2 separate regions of the Hordeum vulgare genome follow, and region 1 is linked to region 2. A link is a contact called in public Hi-C data. All regions are on one chromosome and are shown on one strand. Each heading gives the region's core, a stretch centred on a gene start, on an enhancer-like site or on the middle of the called end of the contact. The rest is flanking DNA. Distances are from core to core; before and after follow the strand shown.

What was found. A called contact is a pair of places that touch in the nucleus more often than the background predicts.
Region 1: a Hi-C map of seedling shows a contact between it and region 2, with 5 times the contacts expected there. The contact joins the promoter of LOC123445313 here to the promoter of LOC123445309 in region 2. A contact is called at or near these places in 2 of 6 Hi-C or Micro-C datasets (seedling and an unstated tissue) and 1 of 1 datasets of contacts at active chromatin or transcription factors (embryo).

What each region holds. Positions count from the first base shown.
Region 1 is chr3H:580,354,043-580,358,112 of MorexV3_pseudomolecules_assembly, reverse strand. LOC123445313 (auxin response factor 4-like) reads right to left here and starts at 2,539. Exons shown (of 15, transcript XM_045122275.1): 1 at 2,314-2,539; 2 at 2,110-2,216; 3 at 1,882-1,977; 4 at 1,694-1,750; 5 at 1,433-1,594; 6 at 1,261-1,345; 7 at 941-1,031; 8 at 703-867; 9 at 472-591; 10 at 295-367; 11 at 47-215. The coding sequence starts at 2,356.
Region 2 is chr3H:580,008,873-580,012,797 of MorexV3_pseudomolecules_assembly, reverse strand. LOC123445309 reads left to right here and starts at 2,570. Exons shown (of 2, transcript XM_045122270.1): 1 at 2,570-2,738; 2 at 2,843-3,925. The coding sequence starts at 2,844.

The DNA of each region.
Region 1 (4,070 bases), core at 1,290-3,789, 350 kb before region 2:
CTATTTCATCAAGCCTCTAGTAAGAGTAACGAGCTTGTATCGTTACCTTCTTTTGTAAGAACAGACGATTCAGGAGAAACTGGAGGAACATTCGGTCTAGGTCTTTTGACCCGAGAAAGAGGAAGCGGGTTAACAGGAGGCGATGAAGCTGGCTCTATTTTCCAAGGAGAGACTCTATCCGGACGTGGAATAGTTGACGGCTCATCCCAACGCACCTAAGTTTCAGAAGCAATCCTCCATGAACATGTGCACTCTTCAAGTTGTACAAGATAACAATAGTGATCAAACAGTTACCTTAAGAGATCTCCAGTTTGATTCAGGCCACAATTGGTCAAGATTTTCACTGCCAACTATAGTACCAGTAAACCTATATGACAATGTAAACAGCAAATTAGAAATGATCTACTCGGTGCTGTTGGGGGATCATGCACACCAAACTACACTTGTAGGAAAAGCAATTACGACAGTCACCTTTGCTCTGGTGCCTCTTCGCCTTCAAACCTCATCCTGAATCTCATCCCAATTGAATAGTTGTTCTTCACAGACTCCATATATTGATCATATGGTATAATGAACTCTGAAGGGCTCGTTCTAAAATCGACCAAAGATTAGACAGTAGTGTAAGTACTCAGAATGAGCCACCAGGAACAAATTAATGACTACATATAGAAGGGTATGATTGCCTTAGCATTGTTGATGTACCTAGGTTTGTAGTAGACCGTGAACATGCTTTTCGTGTTGATAGCGTGCCATGCAGTTGCAAGGACCCCAAGATGCATGCTATGACTAGAAATGACTGAAGAAGGCACGTTGGACAGCTGTCTCATAGCCCGCCTAACACCAACACGAAGCTCGCCACTCTCTCCTCTGTGTGGAGCAGAACACATTTAGCACCAGGTTAAGAATTGCTATGCTGGTGAGTAAGGAAACAGCAACAGACCTGAGGAAAATGAAGGCATCCCCAGCTACAAGCCTTTTGGAACTGACAAACACACTCCAACCGCTCTGAAGGAGATGCCTCCTAGGTTGCCCTGTTGATTTGCACTCGGTTAACACAATTATCATCGGTGCCATCACCATCATCAAGTACAAGATAAACCCTTGCAATTTATAGGCAGATTTGATGTGTTGCGGTGTCACTGATTGCAAGCTACAACCAAATGGTCTACTGAAGTTATCAGCTTCAGATCACACACACTGGGCATACATGGGGATGTAAAACTGCCACAGATCAGAGCAAGGCACGGAACAGAAACTTACCACGGAAGATATGGCGGAAGCGCCAGTCCATGCCATGCAGATCCTTTGCCACAAGCTCTTGTGTTGGGGGCGACTGGGTCATGTCCTGCCAAATAGATCAGGTCAGCAAATGCCGCAAAAACGAAGGCAACAAGCCCCATACGAATGATCTGGTGTAAAAATCGACATATACCAGGGAAGGGAGGCACTCGTCAGCGTGGCGGCGCAGCACGGAGAAGCCGCCATGCGTGCTGGTGTCGGATGCCGTCAGGGTCTTGCAGAAGGACCGTACCGCCGGCCTCGGAGGCGTGGCGCCCGTTGTAGAGGTCGACTTGTCCACCGCCATCTCATTTTGCTGAGGAATTGTTGAGAGGGGAGGGAAATTAGCACCTCGAGCGGAAGAGGACGAAAATACCCACAGTTTGAACCGGGCGAAATTCACGCTAGAGCTTACCTCCGGCTCCGGCATGAGCATGACCTGCGCGTAGACCTCGTCGGTGTCCGCCTCCGCCTGCCAAAATCCCCCATAAAAAAATCAGCTGACCGACTCGAATTTCGGAGCACACAAAACAAGGCCGAGGAAATTGTACGAAGGCGGGAGGGAAATTGAGCAAGGGAAAAGGGTGAGGGGTAAGCGGGCACCTTGAGCTCGACGTTGATGACCCGGCAGAGCAGCTTGGGCGGCAGATCGTAGAGGCGCATCTGGTTGCCGGCGACCTGGTTCATGGAGGCCTCCACCTGGAAAACCAAAAAAACAGCGCGAGAGCAAGGAAATTCAGCGCGCGAACCGAAGCAGAAGAGCCTCCCCGCGCCAAATCGCGAGGCGGGGGTAGAATTAAGCGAGGAGGAAGGGAGGCGGGCTTGACCGACCTGCTCGATGTGCCCCTGCGGGAAGTAGAAGACGAGGTCCCCGACGCGCGGGACGGTGACGAGCGGGCCGGCGCAGGCGTGCCAGAGCTCGTCGTAGAGCGGATCCCCTGCTCGGAAAACCAGCACCGGTAAGCGTCAGGAACCGACGAGGTGGAGTGGGAGGAGGATTACGGGCGCGCTGGCCAGATCCGGAAGCTTGCGTACCTGCGGAGGGTGCCTGCGGCGTCGCCATGGCGGGCGGCGGCATCTGCTGCTTCTGCTGGCCGGCGGCGCGGCGCGAGGAACCCTAGCTGCTGCTGCGCGAGGAGGCTGCGGGGAGGGAGCGAGGGGTGGGAGATGGAGGAAAGGGGAAGCGAGAGGAGGGGAGGGGAGAGGAGTAGTAGCGGAGCGGCAGTAGAAAGAGGAAGGAAATGTTTTGTGGGGAGGACGGGGGAGGGAGGGGGAGGGGATATGGGGTAGGCGGATTTGGTGGTGGTCTCTTTGTAGGGGGTAGAGAGAGAAACACACTCACCCACGCACGGCACAAAGCGGAGGGGAGGGGAGAGAGGGCCGAGCCGGGTAGGCGGGCGGAGGCGAGCCGACCCGTCAAGCCGAGCCGGTGTCAGTGGTGGTGGTGGCGGTGGCGGTGCTGGACCGTGGCGGTGACCGGACCGCGTGGACGGGGGGTCGGGGTCCGGCGGGCTCGATGGCGCGCGGTGGGGCCGGGGTGGTGGTCTGCGTTGCGTGTGCGGGGGCGGCCTGTCTGGTCCGGTCTGACCGAGGTGCAGCGAACGGGGTGGGTGGGCGCAGCACTGCCTGCCGCTGCCGCACCTACGGGACAGCTTTTTACGACCCAGCCCCATTCATTTCCCGCTGGGACGCGCCAGCCAGCCACCCAGTCAGTGCCCGCCCCTCCACACGCTCCCTCTTCCTCTCCTCCCCTCACTCCCAACATATTTGTTTTTGCACCATCGTCATTTTCTCATAAATGAGTAGATGAATGTGCTTCGGTTTCGTAGACGGGCGTGAATTCCGTCTCTACTGTTTCAGCTAGGCGTTGGCGACCCATTTAATTTAATTAACCACAAGTAAATTGAGAAGTAGTGTATTCTTGTGTTATAAAATATTTATTCCTTTCCTTATTTTTGTGGGCTTTGATTTGTCAGGAGTCGGGGGGTTTGTGTTCGTGTTTGTAGTGCGTCACTAATTAACAAGCTCGACGACCCCTAAAAACAATTAACAAGCTCGACGTTGCAGAAAAAGGATGGGGTAGTAGTATTTCATTTCGTGGTGGGTTGATGTGGACGTGCAAGGCGCCTGCTTTGCTTCCTTTGGCCACTTGGTTGCATCGCCGGGCTTTCTGCGCAAACTGATCGATCGGCGACAAGCGTTTCTTTCTTGCGCGGTAACGCGATAAGCGCATGATGGCAGCACCTCCTTTTCCATTTCCTCTTACGGGTGGGTGTGCAAACGTTCAGCGAGATGAGGCTACTGATTAATGCGGGCTAACTCGACTCAAACGAAAATTAGGGTATGATTGGTTTCCGGCCACATTTTGCCAAGTCAAAATTTGGCAGCCACAGTTTAATTGACATATGTTTGATTTTTGCCACACTTTATTGTTGCTATGGTCCATTTGTCATAGAATCTTTTTTTGCCAACTTTTACAAAAGTTTGGCGTTTGTTTTTTTAACCACACTTTATGGCTTGCCACACTTTCATGGTTTGTCACATTTTGACTTGGCAAAATTAGTATCCAACCAAACAAGCCCTTAGTGTGCAGCGATGTGGATGTCGGGGGTGTTATCATTCTCTTTTTAAAGAAAATAATATATACACCATGCTTTCTAATTTTAGAAGCCTTTTATCCAATTTGAGGCATGAATCATTCGATTTTGATCTGATCAACAATTTATTCTTGCCCTTAAATTTTGGAGCTCTCTAGTATGATTGAGGTATTTAATTTTGAATTTGATACATAC
Region 2 (3,925 bases), core at 1,321-3,820:
GTTATTGACCGGAGAATGTCTCAGGTCCTGTCTGCGTAGTTCTCGAACCCGTAGGGTCTGCCCACTTAAGGTTCGGTGACGTTTCGGTATAGTTGAGTTATAGGCGTTGGTAACCGAAAGTTGTTCGGAGTATCGTATGAGATCCCGAACGTCACGAGGAGCTCCGGAATGGTTCGGAGGTAAACATTGGTATATAGGAAGTCCTGTTTTGGTCACCGGAAAAGTTTTGGGCTCATCGTTAGTGTACTCGGAGTGCCTGGAGGGTACCGGGGACCATTGGGAGGGGTGTCACGCCCCGAGGGGCTTTATGGGCTGTGGAGGATACAAACCAGCCCCTAGTGGGCTGACATAAGCTCCCACTAAGGCCCATGAGGTTTGAGAGGCAATAACCCAAAGGTGGAAAAGGTAGAAAGGGTTTCCAAGTGGAAAGGAGGAATCCTACTCCTAGTAGGATTGGAGTAGGACTCCTCCACCTCCAATTTCGACCAAACCTTGAGGGTTTGAGGCTGCCTCCTCCCTCCCTCCCTCCTATATATACTAGAGGTATTGAGGGTTTTTGAGACACACAGTTTCATCCACGTGCTAACCTCTCCTCTAGTTTGTAGTTCTTCCTGTAGATCGGTTTTCTGCGGTGCTTAGGAGAAGCCCTGCAGGAATAGATCACCACCATCACCGGTGCGCGTCACGCCGTCGGAGAACTCATGTACTTCCCCGTCTCTCTTGCTGGATCGAGAAGGCGGGGGTCGTCATCGAGCTGTACGTGTGTTGAACGCGGAGGTGCCGTCCGTTCGACACTAGATCGGGATGGATCGTGATGGGATCGCGGGACGGATCGTGATGAGATCGCGGAACGGGTTGCGATTTGAATCACGAAGATGTTCCACTACATCAACCGCGTTATATATGCTTCCACTTTGCGATCTACAAGGGTATGTAGATTCACTCTCCCCTCTCGTAGATGATCATCACCATGGATAGGTATTGCGTGTGCGTAGGAATTTTTTTGTTTTCCATGCTACGTTCCTCAACAGCCTCTGGCAAAAACAAAAACAAAAAATACATTTTTTGTTTCCGAAAGGCATAAACTAGCCTCTCACGAAAGCAAAATCGTGTCTCTTATAGAAAAAAAACAGGTAAATAGAAAAAAACCAGATAACGTGTTTTTTCTTGTAATTTTTTTAAAGTTTGTTTTTCATCAAAAACTAAGAAAGATCGATGAAAAAAACCACAAAAAAACCCGGAAAAACCAATTAAAAACAAAAACACGTGCGAAAAAGTACAAAAAAAAACGCTTAAAACACGACGCGTGATGACGGGTGAGAGCGCCAAGTGACGACGCGTGGAAAGGAGTGCTCCCTGAGTAACTGAACCGCACTCCTTTCACTCCGCTGGGTTATTCTTGTTTCTACCTATTCGGTCCACAATTTATACAAACGAGCACTCCGAAGCTGGCTATTGACTTGCCAGCCCATTCGCTTGTCCCTCTCGGGAGGCCTGGCCCACGAGGGGAGCGGTGGGGTCGCCGCCATAGCGTAGGCCACAGAGCGAAGTTGTAGAGCTCGAACCGACCATTGACCCCTATTGGGGAAGTCAATGCGCTCGCCGTAGCGGCGCCGAAGAGTCAAACCCCAAATCGTGGCAGAAATCGGCGTCCCCGCGCTAGGGTTCAGGGACACCTCGATTCGAATTCGTCCCCCGTCCCAGCCGATGGGCGCGGCAGGCGAGGTTCCGGCCCCGTTCCGGCTTCGTGCCATGGAGCATGATTGTCGATTTGTATCGACGGGGATCGAGTCCGGCTCTGACGAGGATTTCTGATGAACCGTGCCTCTAAAGATTCATGGAATGTGGCTATACTGATTGATGAACGTGACTCTGAATATTGATGAAACATGCCTCTAAAGATTCATTGACCGTGCCTCCTGTCACCGCATAACATATCCCCATTTGATTATTTTCTTGTATTACAACCGTGCCTCTAGAGATTCATGAACCGCGCCTCTAAAGCTTCATTGACCGTGACTTTAAAGAGTTTTAATATCTAACGCTTGCATTTCAGGGTTGTGAAACCGAGTTAAAAGTTGACATTTGATCGTGTTGGAAGCTCCCACCCATAATTTTGTTTGAAATATAAATTTTTAAAAAATACAATGAAAAAAACCCAAAAAGGAAAACAGAGAACCAACATACCTTGCCAATAAAGAAAAAACTGAAAACAAAAATACTTTAAAGGGTTAGCTGAAAAATGTACGAAACCAGAAATCGAAAAGAAAAAAACTAAAAAAGTCCCTCATGTTTCTTTACCTAGGGACTAAAAGGGACTTTTTAGTCTAGTCCCTGGGTAAAGAAACACCACCTAACTTGCCCTCAGAAACGATATTTTTTGGGTTATACCAAACGTGTTTTCTAGCCTGGCAAAGATATAACTGATTTTGCTTGGGGTCCAAACGCACCCAGTTGCTCGCTTGCTCTCCTATTGACTTGCCAGCCCATTCGCTTGTCGGTCTGGGGAGGCCTAGCCCACGAGGGAAGCGGTGGGGTCGCTGCCACACCGTAGGCCACAGAATGAAGTTGTAGAGCTCGAACCGGCCATTGACCCCTACTGGGGAAGTCGCTGCGCTCGCCGTAGCAGCGCCGAAGAGTCAAACCCCAAATCGCGGCGGAAATCGCCGTCCCCGCGCTAGGGTTCAGGGGCACCTCGATTCGAATTCGTCCCCCGTCCCGGCCGGTGGGCGCGGCAGGTGAGGTTCCGGCTTCGTGCCACGGAGCGTGATTGCCGATTTGTATCGCACGGGGATCGAATGCGGGGATCGAGTTCGGCTCTGACGAGGATTTCTGGCTGCAGGATGGAGGATGGGGACGGCGAGGCGGACCGGGAGGCGATCTCGGCGAGGATGCGGGCCGGGGACTACACCGGCGCCAGGACGCTGCTGCTGGAGACGCTCCAGACCAACCCCGGCCTCGACGGCGCCGTCGAGATGCTCGCCGTGCTGGAGGTCCTCTGCGCCGCCCCCGCCGGCCGCACGCCGCACTGGTACCGGGCCCTCCAGGTCCTGCCCGGGGACGGCGCCGCCGCCATCGAGGCGCGGCACAGGGCCCTCCTGGCCCAGCTGGAGCCCGTCAGGGACGCCCTCCCCGGCGCCGACCTGGCGCTCCGTCTCGTCCACGACGCCTACAAGGTGCTGTCCGACCCGGCCAAGAGGGCCAGCTTCGACTCGAGCAACACGGCGGGGGGTTCGGTCAAGCAGATGGCAGTTGGTGCGTTTAGCAGTGCTCACGCTGACTTGCGGCGTGATTCCATTTCGCAGACCGAACGGATGCATGTCGATGGGTCAGCAACTCCTCTCGGCACAAATCCTGACCTGGATAGAGTAAAAAGCGTGGACACGAAGCATGTTTGGCAGGTTGACCGACCATTTTTGGATGTAGGAAATTGTTCAAACGTGGCTAGTTCTTCCAAAACCAAGAGGACCGATCATTGCTTTTTAGGTGATGATGGTGAGTTCGAGTTGCCTGAGGAAAACCATGCAGACAAGAAGCTTAAGAGTGCATGGGAGAAGGACGTGTATTCTGTGTCCTCTTCGGAGGAAGATCCCGACGGCTGCTTTGCTGATCTCTCAGATGCCATACAAGATGACCCCTGCTCTAGTCAACAGTATGACCATCATAACTTTGAGGAGGACAGATCGATACACCAGTTTGCTACTGGCCAGATCTGGGCAGGTTATGACTGGGAGAAGTTTCCTCGCAGATATGCACGAATAAATAAAGTTTTGACAGATAAGATGCAGCTATATGTATCGTGGTTCAAACCATGCCCGCAATCTCATGAAGAGAAGGAGTGGTTAATTGCAAGCTTGCCATTCGTCTGTGGAACCTTCATTGCTGAAGAACGGCAAATGTCGCTATCTTCTCTGAGTATGTTCTC